Linked DNA regions of Sus scrofa: region 2 is linked to region 1. The links are chromatin contacts, called in public promoter capture Hi-C maps. All regions are on one chromosome and are shown on one strand. Each heading gives the region's core, a stretch centred on a gene start, on an enhancer-like site or on the middle of the called end of the contact. The rest is flanking DNA. Distances are from core to core; before and after follow the strand shown.

What was found. Promoter capture Hi-C pulls out the DNA fragments that hold promoters and counts their contacts.
Region 2: a contact with region 1 is called in a promoter capture Hi-C map of fetal liver, with 2.2 times the contacts expected there. The contact joins the promoter of CHML here to the promoter of LOC110255736 in region 1. A contact is called at or near these places in 1 of 5 promoter capture datasets (fetal liver), 1 of 47 Hi-C or Micro-C datasets (embryonic fibroblasts) and 1 of 2 datasets of contacts at active chromatin or transcription factors (alveolar macrophages).

The regions. Positions count from the first base shown.
Region 1 is chr10:11,312,235-11,317,539 of Sscrofa11.1, forward strand. It overlaps LOC110255736, which reads right to left and starts at 2,496. Exons shown (of 7, transcript XM_021065090.1): 1 at 2,450-2,496; 2 at 1,352-1,794. The coding sequence starts at 2,496. It overlaps HHIPL2 (HHIP-like protein 2), which reads right to left. Exons shown (of 10, transcript XR_002336124.1): 10 at 3,613-4,242. It overlaps TRNAT-UGU (a tRNA gene), which reads left to right and starts at 1,142; the gene lies at 1,142-1,214.
Region 2 is chr10:11,832,761-11,838,401 of Sscrofa11.1, forward strand. CHML (rab proteins geranylgeranyltransferase component A 2) reads left to right here and starts at 2,712. Exons shown (of 2, transcript XM_021064370.1): 1 at 2,712-3,106. WDR64 (WD repeat-containing protein 64) reads right to left here and starts at 2,527. Exons shown (of 28, transcript XM_021064368.1): 1 at 2,274-2,527.

The DNA.
Region 1 (5,305 bases), core at 1,246-3,745:
TGCTAGGTTTGCTTAGAGGGAGGCAAAGTCTGTGCACCAAAGAGGAAACCAAACGAGGCGCTCGGCTTGGTCCTGAGAACTGCGAGACGCCCTGGAGGGCTGGGCAGAGGAGCGAGGAAAGTGCGCAGCAGGGCGGTGCGTCTCAGAGCAAAGGGCCGGGCAGCAGGACCAGAGGGAAACAAGACAGGCTGAGGACGCCCAAGCGTGTTAGAAAACCCCCCACTGGACGAGCGAGGCCAGGGAGGCGGCAGGCAGTAAAGGCGAACGTGAGAAAGCGGCTCCCAAACGCTTCCCGGTTTCTCCCGGCGGATGCCCATCATTCAGCATTTACTGAGCACCCGCTCACGGGGCGTTAGACGTCATCCTAGGTGCTGGGCATACAGCAGGGAATGAAATAAAAAGGCCCCAAAGACCCAACTTCTAACCTGGAGAGAATAAACGTAATAATAAACACATTGTCCAGCAGGAAAGAAAGTTGAGTAGTTGGGGGCAAAGGGGCCGGATAAGGAGGGTGGTGCCGCGTTAAATGGGGGAGGGGGTGGTGAGAGAAGAGTCTTGATGAGAAAAGGAATCTGAAGGAGGTCAGGGAGAGAAGCCTCCAGACCTCTGGGAGCGCGTGCTTGTCATCCTCTCCTTCAGGCAGTGATGGATCGTTTACACAGGAGAGGGAACAGAGCGCTACCTACTCACTGTACCTCTACCATCGGGTAGGACGTGCGTACTCAAAAATGTGTGGAATCAATTAATTCATCCTCAGTCGATTACTTATTTCAGTTACGGGTACCAAAGATACTCCCCCATAACTTCCCTCTAAGTACAAAACTTGATACAATTTGTCATACAAACAACAGACTGGAGAACTTTTTAAGACGTAAAGGTACCATTCATGCACCATTAGAACAGTATTTCATTTTTGCACTTTCCCTTTCAGTAATTATCTGTATGCATAATGTATCGTCGGTATGAATTCGTGTTTGGTAATCATAAACATACAATTTTGAGATTCGGCTTTTTTTTCTGCTTATTACGTTGTCTTTACAATTGTCCGAGATAGTGGACGCCGAGGGTCAGTTAATTGAGACTGCCGGAAAGCAATGTTACTTCCAATGTCCTTGAATTACAGCGCGCCAGGTAGTGAGCAGGCTCCATAGCTCAGTGGTTAGAGCACTGGTCTTGTAAACCAGGGGTCGCGAGTTCGATCCTCGCTGGGGCCTCATCTGCATTTCCGCTTTTTTTAAAAAACCATCCCGCGTAAATACGCACCAGGGATTCCAAAATGAAACAGTGATTTCTAAAAAACGGTACTTCTGGCAGGACTTAGTCCTGAAATATAAATCACGAACATGCTTACCGTGCCTCAGAGCGACCCGGAAGAGAAAATCCTGGAACGCCGCGAAGCAGGAAAAAAAGAAAAATGGTCCACGGTGGCCGGCGCTACCCGAATCTGCGGCCAGAGCGCCGGAAGAGAGGGCGCAAGGCGCCGGGGGCTCGTTTTCAAAGCCCTGCAAACCCAGACCCCGCGCCGAGTTACGAAAGGCAGAGGGCGGCGACGCGGGGACCTCGACGGCGCGCGGCGCGCGGCGCGGGTGCGCGGGGCGGGCGGGACGTGGCTGCGCCTGCAGTGACGCCGCGCGGCCGCCTGGTGGCGCTGGAGCCCGGCTCTCGCTGGCCCGACCCGCGGCGAGGGCGCCTCCAGACCCTGTTGCCGGGCCCAGAGATTGGCCCGCGTGGCCTGGACGAGGACACGTGGCAGCTTGGCGTTCAGAGCCCAGCTTGGCGCCACCATCCTGCCCCCTACGAGAGAAAGAGGGAGCGATTCCCCGAAATAAACGGGCCCGGGCTGCGCGGGAAGCCAAGGTTTGCAGTTTTTACCCTGAATTCCCGAATGCTGGGTGACTATAGTCACCAGTGCCCTTTCTTTTCTGTTTCTTTTTTTAAGGGCCACGAGTGGCATATGGGAGTTCCCAGGTGAGGGGTCGAATCAGAGCTACAGCTGCTGACCCACGACACAGCAATGTAAGATCCGCGCTGCATCTGCTACCTACACCACAGCTGGTGGTAACCACGGATCCTTAACCTACCGAGAGAGGCCAGGGATCAAACCCGCATCCTCATGGCTACTAGTTGGGTTTGTTTCCGCTGAGCCACAACGGGAATTCCCCAGAGCATTTTCTGAATACAGAAATTGTCCGCACCCAGGATGTTTTGATAAAGGACTGTCTATAAACTAGCCCCCTGCCACATGAAACCATTGAGTGCCTGAAATGTGGCTATTCCAGATTGAGATTTGCTGAAATAAAATACACATTGGGTTTAGAAAATTCAGTACCAAAAAAAAAAAAAAAAGAATGTCAACTATCCCATTAGTAATTTTTAATCAATTACATATTGAAACAATAATACCATAATATACAGGATTAAATAAATTGTGTAATTGCATTAATTTTACCTTTTTTTGGCTACTAGAAAAATTTTAATTAAATGGGCGGCTCCCATTTGCAGCTCTCATATGGGGCAAGTTCAAGGATCCCGAGTCTCATGACCTTGAGTTCAAGTTAATGCTTAACAGTGCTTACAGCAGGTAAGCCTTTCATCTCTTTGGGTCTCCCAGAGCCTGTACTGTGCCTGGCAAGCTGTAAGCATGGCACTTGTTGAGACGAAATCAAGTATCTCCCCCAGCATAACCCAAACTCCACAAAAAACAAGAGAATGTATTTCTTAATCTGGGTTCTTTTGAGGATGATGTGACTGGGACAATTTCTTGGCTTGCAAGATTTTAGCTCTGGATCCTAAAACCCTGGCATTTTTGGTTTTGTTCCATTAAGTCAAATTGCCTATATTCTTCCGGGTACTCTGCAGAATCTGGAGAACTTGTTGAAGCTCTTAGCTCTGTCATTCCTCAAGTACCAGGTTAAAAGCCACCACCCTCCCTGGGGGCCCCCAGAGAGGCTGACAGGGGCGTTGGTTCAAGTCCAGCTGAACAATTCCCCGCTCCCTTGCTGCCGTGGTCCAGGGCAAGTGGCCTAACCTCGCCAGGCCTCACTTCCCTGATCTGCAGCAGAAGTGATGGGGCAACACGCAAGCAGCAAGGTTTTGAGGTTTTGGAGAGTGGATATAAACTTAGCACATAATAGGTATGCAACCTGTAGTCATGTTTGCTATGCTCTCTGCCCCGCAGAACAGTAGGCGCCAGAGGACCTGCCTTTATTCATACCCTCGCTTCAGTGAGGGCGAAGGAGACATCCATTTTAGAGGAGCTCTCCCCCAAAGGCATCACTACAAGCCCCCTCTTAGACCTGAGATGAGGCTTGGGAGTGACACATGGCTCTTAGGCAAACTGGGTGAAGCACGGCAGATTTTTTTTTTTTTTTTCTTTTCTGTCTTTTTCGGCCACCTGGGCATAGGGAGTTCCCGGGCCAGGGATCAAATCCCAGTCGCAGCTGCGACCTAGGCCCCGCTGGGGCAACTGGATCCTTTAACCTGCTGTGCCTGGCCAGGCTCAGAACCTGCGTGCTGGCCCGCAGAGACGCTGCCGAGCCCCTGCCCCACGCGGGAACTCCACGTCCCATTTCTTACCACCAGGCAAGCATCCAGGAGATCAAACACTCCGGGTCCATTTGAGCAAGTGTTGATTTATTGCCTTAGGTCACGGGCACTTACAAACAGGGACACACAGTGGACTTCCAAGCGGGTTTACAGACTGGCAAACAGGCAGCCAGGTAGCCTGGCAACATGGGCTTTGGTCTCGCTGCAGAAGCGGACATGGGGCATCCGGTCAGGTCAGAGGACAAGGTTCTTGAGGAGAAGACCACTGCGCAGCCCAAGGTCAAGCTCTCACCACTGGTCCTCGCCTGCACCCCAGCTTCCCAGGTGTCTAAGGTCATGTGCAGCAGCAGCAGCAGCAGCAGCAGCAGTTCCCCAGGGGCAAACTGGAAGCTCATCCCCTGACCCACCACCTTGACGGAAGCATCAGAGGGAGGCTCCTGCCAGCTCGCTGCCGCTGTGCCCCTCTGCCTGGGGGGGTCTTGGGGCTCTGCTTCCTCCTCCCCTGGGGGCCTGGGGACCACACTCGCTTCTTTGCCCCAGGCCGAGGAAACGGCTTCCTGCTGCTTGTGGGGGAAGCTGGCTTCTTGGAGGGGCCTTTCCGAGAGGAGGCCCGGTCTGGCCTGGAAGTTACAGTTGCGTTGGATGATTTTCTAGCAGCTTCTTCAGCTTGCTCCTTTAGCAAGTCCAAGACCGTCTCTGGGAAACAAATATTTATTTAGTAGAAATAGAAGCCCTGGAAAGCAGCTCTAAGGGAAGTGCCACCCAGGAAACCTGTGCTCGCTTGAGGGTTCTTGAATGTAAGTTCTTTTTTTTTTTTTTTTTTTTTGTCTTTTTGCTATTTCTTGGGCCGCTCCCGAGGCATATGGAGGTTCCCAGGCTAGGGGTCTAATTGGAGCTGCAGCCACTGGCCTACACCAGAGCCACAGCAACGCGGGATCCAAGCTGCATCTGCAACCTACACCACAGCTCACAGCAACGCCGGATCCTTAACCCACTGAGCAAGGGCAGGGACCGAACCCGCCACCTCATGGTTCCTAGTCGGATTCGTTAACCACTGCGCCACAACGGGAACTCCTTGAATGTAAGTTCTTTTGAAATTAACATTTTTAATGTCCTTCACTGGCCTTGATCTAAAAATACTTTTTTTTTTTTTTTTTTTTCTTTTTAAGGCATACAGAGGTTCCCAGGCTTGGAGTCAAATAGCAGCTGCAGCTGCAAGCCTACACACACCACAGCCAGAGCAACGCCAGATCCGGGCAGCATCTGTGACCTACAAGCAGCTCATGGCAATTCCAGATCCTTAACCCACTGATCAAGGCCAGGGATTGAAACCCGCATCCTCATGGGTACTAGTCAGGTTCCTTACTGCTGAGCCCCAATGGGAACTCCCAAAACAATTCCTTTGTGATGGGATTCCTCCAATGCTGCATGGCTCTAGAAGAGTTCCCTTGGAAACAGCATCCTTCCGCTGTGAGTCTTTCCTGACTCCGCACCTAGCCTGGAAGAGGGCCTCCGGCTGGGGGCCCAGTCAGAGGCCTGGACATCCTTCTAGCCAGAGCCTCCGTGCTGCATCTATTTCTTCATTTGCCTGTGCTCCATGCGCCCTCTCACTGGACTCAGAACTCCTGTAGGTCAGGCTCACTGCTGTGTCCCCAGGGATGGCCACAAAGGAAGGAAGGAACGAACGAGGGACCACAGGTCACAGCAAAAGCAGGTGCTGGCCCTCTCCGTCTGGTCGCAGAGGAGACATCTAGACAGA
Region 2 (5,641 bases), core at 1,462-3,961, 520 kb after region 1:
TGTACTCCAATGTTCATTGCAGCACAATTTTCAATAGCCAAGACATGGAAACAACCTAAATGTCCGTCGACAGAGGAGTGGATCAAGAAGAGGTGGTACATATATGCAGTGGAATATTACTCAGCCATTAAAAAGAACAAAATTACTCAGCCATTAAAAAGAACGAAATACCAGCATTTTTTGCAACATGGATGGACCTAGAAACTATCATGCTAAATGAAGTCAGCCATACAATGAGACACCAACATCAAATGCTTTCACTGACATGTGGAATCTGAAAAAAGGACAGACGGAACTTCTTTGCAGAACAGATGCTGACTCAGACTTTGAAAAACTTATGGTCTCCGGAGGAGACAGTTTAGGGGGTGAGGGGATGTGCTTGGGCTGTGGGATGGAAATCCTGTGAAATTGGATTGTGATGATCATTGTACAACTACAGATGTGATAAATTCATTGAGTAATAAATAAAATAAAATAAAGGTAATGGTAGGGAAATGGGAAGAGCTGTGTGTGCTGTTCCCTCCACACTCATCCCCCTCCCTTACCCCCCAGAGGTTCTCCAGGCCACAGCAGGCTCCGTTTTGGACGGTTAACAGGTGTTTTCCATGAGTTTTTACATTTCAATATTACAACGCTGTGGAATTTATATGCCTTAACAGTGACCAGAAAGGCTTTGAGAACTAAGATGTCAACCAAGGGCACTGAAGAACAGCTGGAAAAAGATATTGGAGATCAAGTTCATTTCACTTGCACCTACCGAGTCCAGCTCACTCAGTAAACTGGTTACATCTGCACGCTTCTCCTACTTTAACAGAATGAGATGCAGGCACAATCTGAAAATGCTTTTTATTGTGGCAAAATATGCAGAACATAAAATTTATCATCTCAGTCATTTTAAGTGAGCAGTTCAGTGGCATAATCAACTATCTACCTGTGCTACCATCCCCGCTCTTCATTTCCAGAACTTTGACAACCTCCCGAACTGAAGCTCTGTACCCGTGAACCGCTAACTCCCCATCCCGCCCTCCCCGCAGCCCTGAACTATTCTACATTCTGTCATTAAGAATTTGCCTATTCTCAGTCCCTCACAGAAGCGGAATCATATATTTGTCCTTTTGTGTCTGGCTTATTTCACTTAGCATAATGTTTTCAAGATTTATCTATGTTGCAGCACGTATTAGAATTTCATTTCTTTTTATGATGGAATAATATTCATTGTATGTACATATCGCATTTTGTGTATCCATTTTTCTGTGGATGGACATTTGGTTTATTTCCACCGTTTGGCTATTGGGAATACTACTACTATGAACACTGGTGGACAAAATCATGTTCCAGCCCCTGCTTTCAATTAATTCTTTTGGCTATATATCTAGAAGCAGAATGGCTGGATCATACGATAAATCCATGTTTTTTGAGCCACTGCAGTCACAGTGGCTGCATCCTGTTGAGCCACAACAGGAGCTCCTGTCTTATTTTCTTTATGGCACATTTCACAACACTACATATTTGATTATCATCTGTTCTCCCAACACGACTGGAACATAAGCTTTATGAGGACAGGAACTCAGCACCAATGAAAGAATGAATGAATACCTTGGGAAAAAACACAGAGTCCCTCTTCATTTAAGCATGCATCAAACTACTATTTATTAAGACCTTACTGTAGACTAGGCACATGTTGTAAACACAACGGATATTAGGCACAGAGCTTGTTAAATGGTTGTATAAATCTAAAATATAAAATTAGAGTTTTTAAAAGGACTGGGTGGGTGAGTCCCCTAGAGGACAAGTCCAGATCGGAAGCCTTAAGAAAAAATCACCAGCTATTGCTCCATGCACCATGATAGGAAGTAACCTTGTCTTGACAATTAGATTATATCTCCAAGGCCCACAAAACCGGGGTTCAGTGAAGCTAGCAATTTTCTAGGGATCTTCTAATGGAGGTGGGAGACACACTCCCTCGTGGAGGGCAGTTCCTTCGCCCTTGCACAGGCACAGTGCTGGCCAGCGGCGCCCAGGACAGCCTGTAGGACCAGCTCAGGACTGTGCACCCCGCAAAGACTACGGTCAGTTCCGGGACCTATGCTTGCCTTGCCCTCTATTTTCACTGGGTAAAAGGCCAGAGGTGCTGCCCCAGGTATAGCACCCACCTCTCTGCAACTGCGAGATGTGGGCTGGAGCTCGAGGGCGCCGCCTCAGTCGCCACAGCGCCCCTGCATGGAGGACAGCAAGGGCAAAATGAGCAGGCCTGGGGTGCAGCCGGGGCTTACCTCAAGTGTGCAGTACGCGAGCGGGTAGTAACAGCTTCCCGGAGAGGGAGAAGCCAAAGGATCCTGCCATAAATGGTCCTTAATGAGGGAGTGAGTGGGGAAAGAGGAGAGCCCTTCCAGCTGGGTGAGGAGGGCTGCGGAGAGAGGAGCCCCCGGCGATGCTTTGCCTCCAGGCCCCCACGGACTGTGCCGGCGGTGGCGGGTTACTGGGGACCTCAGGGCGTGGGGAGAGGACCCGGCGAATCAGGAAGCAGCTTGGACAGCGAGCAGGGGAGGGGTTAAGGTTGGGAGGTGCTCCGGGGCGGGGCTACAGGGCGCTAGGGGGCGGGGTTACGGCTGGGAGGGGCGTAGGGGCGGGGCTACAGGGAGGGAAAGGGCGGGGTTACGGTAGGGAGGGGGTAGGGGCGGGGCTACAGGGCGGGAAGGGGCGGGGTTACGAGCGGCGTCAGCGGTCTGCGCAGGGGCAGAAAGGGGCGACGGGGACCTCTGAGTGCGCAGAGCCCCGCGCAGAGCCCCAACCAGAGCGGTGCGCGCCGGCGCCTGGCGTGCACACCCAGAGAGGTGGCGGGGCGGCGAGGGCGCCGTGGGGCCCTCACGCCGCCTATCGGGGCGACTACGGGTGCGGGGCACTGCTGCGCCGGAAGCATCCTGCTGCTGCTCGTCCTCTACTTCAAATTCCAGCGGCTCCGCAGCCCCGCTTCGCCGGGCGCCCCCTGCTCATCGTTAGCCTCCGCCACCTGCTGCCTTCCGTTCTCGCGGCCGCGGTGGCTTTCGCGCCCCACAGAGGGGCGGCGCGGATGGTGCGTGAGACGGCTTCATCAGCAGCCTGTAGGGTGAGTGCCGGCGGAGACCGCCTCCTTCTGCGCCCCGACCTAGAGGCTGTGCTCTCCTGACCTCGCCTCCCCCGCCTCGACATCTCTTCCTCCGGCCTCCCCGCCTCACTTCATCCGCTCCCAGACCTCACTCCCTCCACCGGTCCTCCTCGCTCGCTGATCTCCGCCCCTCCCCGTGCTCCCAGGCCCCTCGCCCACCCAGACCCCAGCCTGCTGCCGCAGCTCCTCAATCACCTGCTCGGGAGCTCATCTCACTTGTCTGCTTTCACCTCCTGATTTAATTCAGTAGGGCCCGAGACAGTGGTTTTGACACTTTGAGGAAAGAAACGAGAGGGTGAAGTCAAGAACTTCAAGAAAAAAAGTGGTAGTATTTGTGAAACTTGGAGAGGGTGATGAGAAGTGATTTAATTCATATATTATTTTGCTAAAATGAGAGGTAGAAATCTGACATAGCAACAATGTGTAAATTTTTTTTTAAAATGCTCATTATCAGTTGTAAACCTTTGCTTTCTAGGAAGTGAAATAGTTTTATTCAGGTCCTCAGAATGCAAATTGTGCTCTATAAGCTATTTTTACTATATTTTCCTCCTTATAGGTTCCACCACACCAAAATATAAGGCGAGATTGCAAAAATGGCTCAGAGAACCCCTACTGAAATGGACAGATAATTAGCTATGCAGCCAGTAGATTTCATTAAACTAGAACTTGATCGTTAATTGAAATTTTTTATTTTTTTATTTTTTTGTCTTTTTGCTATTTTTTGGGCCGCTCCCGCGGCACATGGAGGTTCCCAGGCTAGGGGTCTAATCGGAGCTGCAGCCACCGGCCTACGCCAGAGCCACAGCAACGTGGGATCCGAGCCGCGTCTGCAACACCACAGTTCATGGCAACTCCGGATCGTTAACCCACTGAGCAAGGGCAGGGATCGAACCCGCAACCTCATGGTTCCTAGTCGGATTCGTTAACCACTGCGCCATGACGAGAACTCCCTGAAATTTTTTAAAAAACTACTCTTACTCCTATTGAAGATTTAAATCTCACTGAGATTGACATTTCAAAGGACGAGCTACCCAACGTGTCATTGAAGATGTGATTTTTCCAAGCTTGGGAAAGAAACTATTTTTGTGTGTGTGGTCCAGAAGTTTCACTTATACAAAGATTTGAAATAGAAATGTATATTTCTCAGGTCGTAAGTTTCCTTTTAAAAAGTCCTAAAATCCCTAATAATTTATTACTGCTTTTATCTTAACAGGTTTAGAAGAGCAAAACCTTTGTAGCATTATCAAAATATTGATAATCACTAACCTATGTGGTAACAAACTCAAATATTATGTATGTTATGATTCCTTAATACATACCTACATATATATTTTTTTTTTTCTTTTTTCCCTTTTTATAGCTGCACCTGTGGCCTATGGAAGTTCCCAGGTTAGGGGTTGAATCAGAGCTGCAGCTGCCAGCCTACATCACAGCCAGGCAATACTGGATCCAAGCCTCATCTGCGACCAGCACCACAGCTTGCAGCGTTGCCAGATCCTTAACCCACTGAGCCAGGCCAGGGATTGAATCCGCATCCTCACAGACACTACGTCCAGCTCTTAACCTGCTGAGCCACAATGGGAAGCCCTCTTTTTTTATATTTTGCAGGAAACAAGAAAATGTCGTAGAAATCATAATTTCACTTATTTGATGGCCTCAGTGATTCTGATATTCTAATAATACCAACCCTTTCCCAATAAACATTAATCTGAGAACTTCAACTATATAAGACTTGAAACCTGGGAGGAAGCTATAGGTGTGTGTAGGTGTTGCTATAGATGCAGTAGATTGCACTCTTTATATTAATGTCTGATGCCTGCCGGCAGTGTTCAGGCAAGGCTGAGGTTTAAAGAGGGCCGTTCATGCAGAGCCTGACATATCCTCAGTGGCAGATACTGGGTCACAGACGTGAAAGTTCTGATCTACAAGAAAGACTTTGTGCTGGTAAATTCTGTTTCTATTCCAGCTCCGTGCCCGGGAGCTTGGAGACGAGTGTATTGGGGTCTTTATTGGTACCAACGTCCCCCTCTTCCTCATCCGTTCCATCTTGCAGCCCCACCCTGATGTGTCTCCTCGTCTTTTCCATCCTTTTTCTCTCTCTCATCATCCCTGCTCTGGTCCCACCCCAATCAGAAGGAATTTTCTAAGCCAACTAGAAAATTGTGGCTCGCTGGTAACAAACCTGACTAGTATCCATGAGGATGCAGGTTCAATCCCTGGCCTTGCTCACTGGGTTAAGGATCCAGCGTTGCCGTGAGCTGTGGTGTAGGCTGGCAGCTGCAGCTCCAATTCAACCCCTAGCCTGGGGACTTCCATATGCCACAGGTACAGCTCTAAAAAGCAAAAAAAAAAAAAAAAAAGGCATTTTAACATACAGACCCAGGCCTTTACCTTTTTTACTTACATCTAAAAAATACACGTATGAGGATTTGTATACATACATTTTCCTTTTGATAGACCAGTTGTTTCATGTACCTAAATATTTTTAAATGCTAC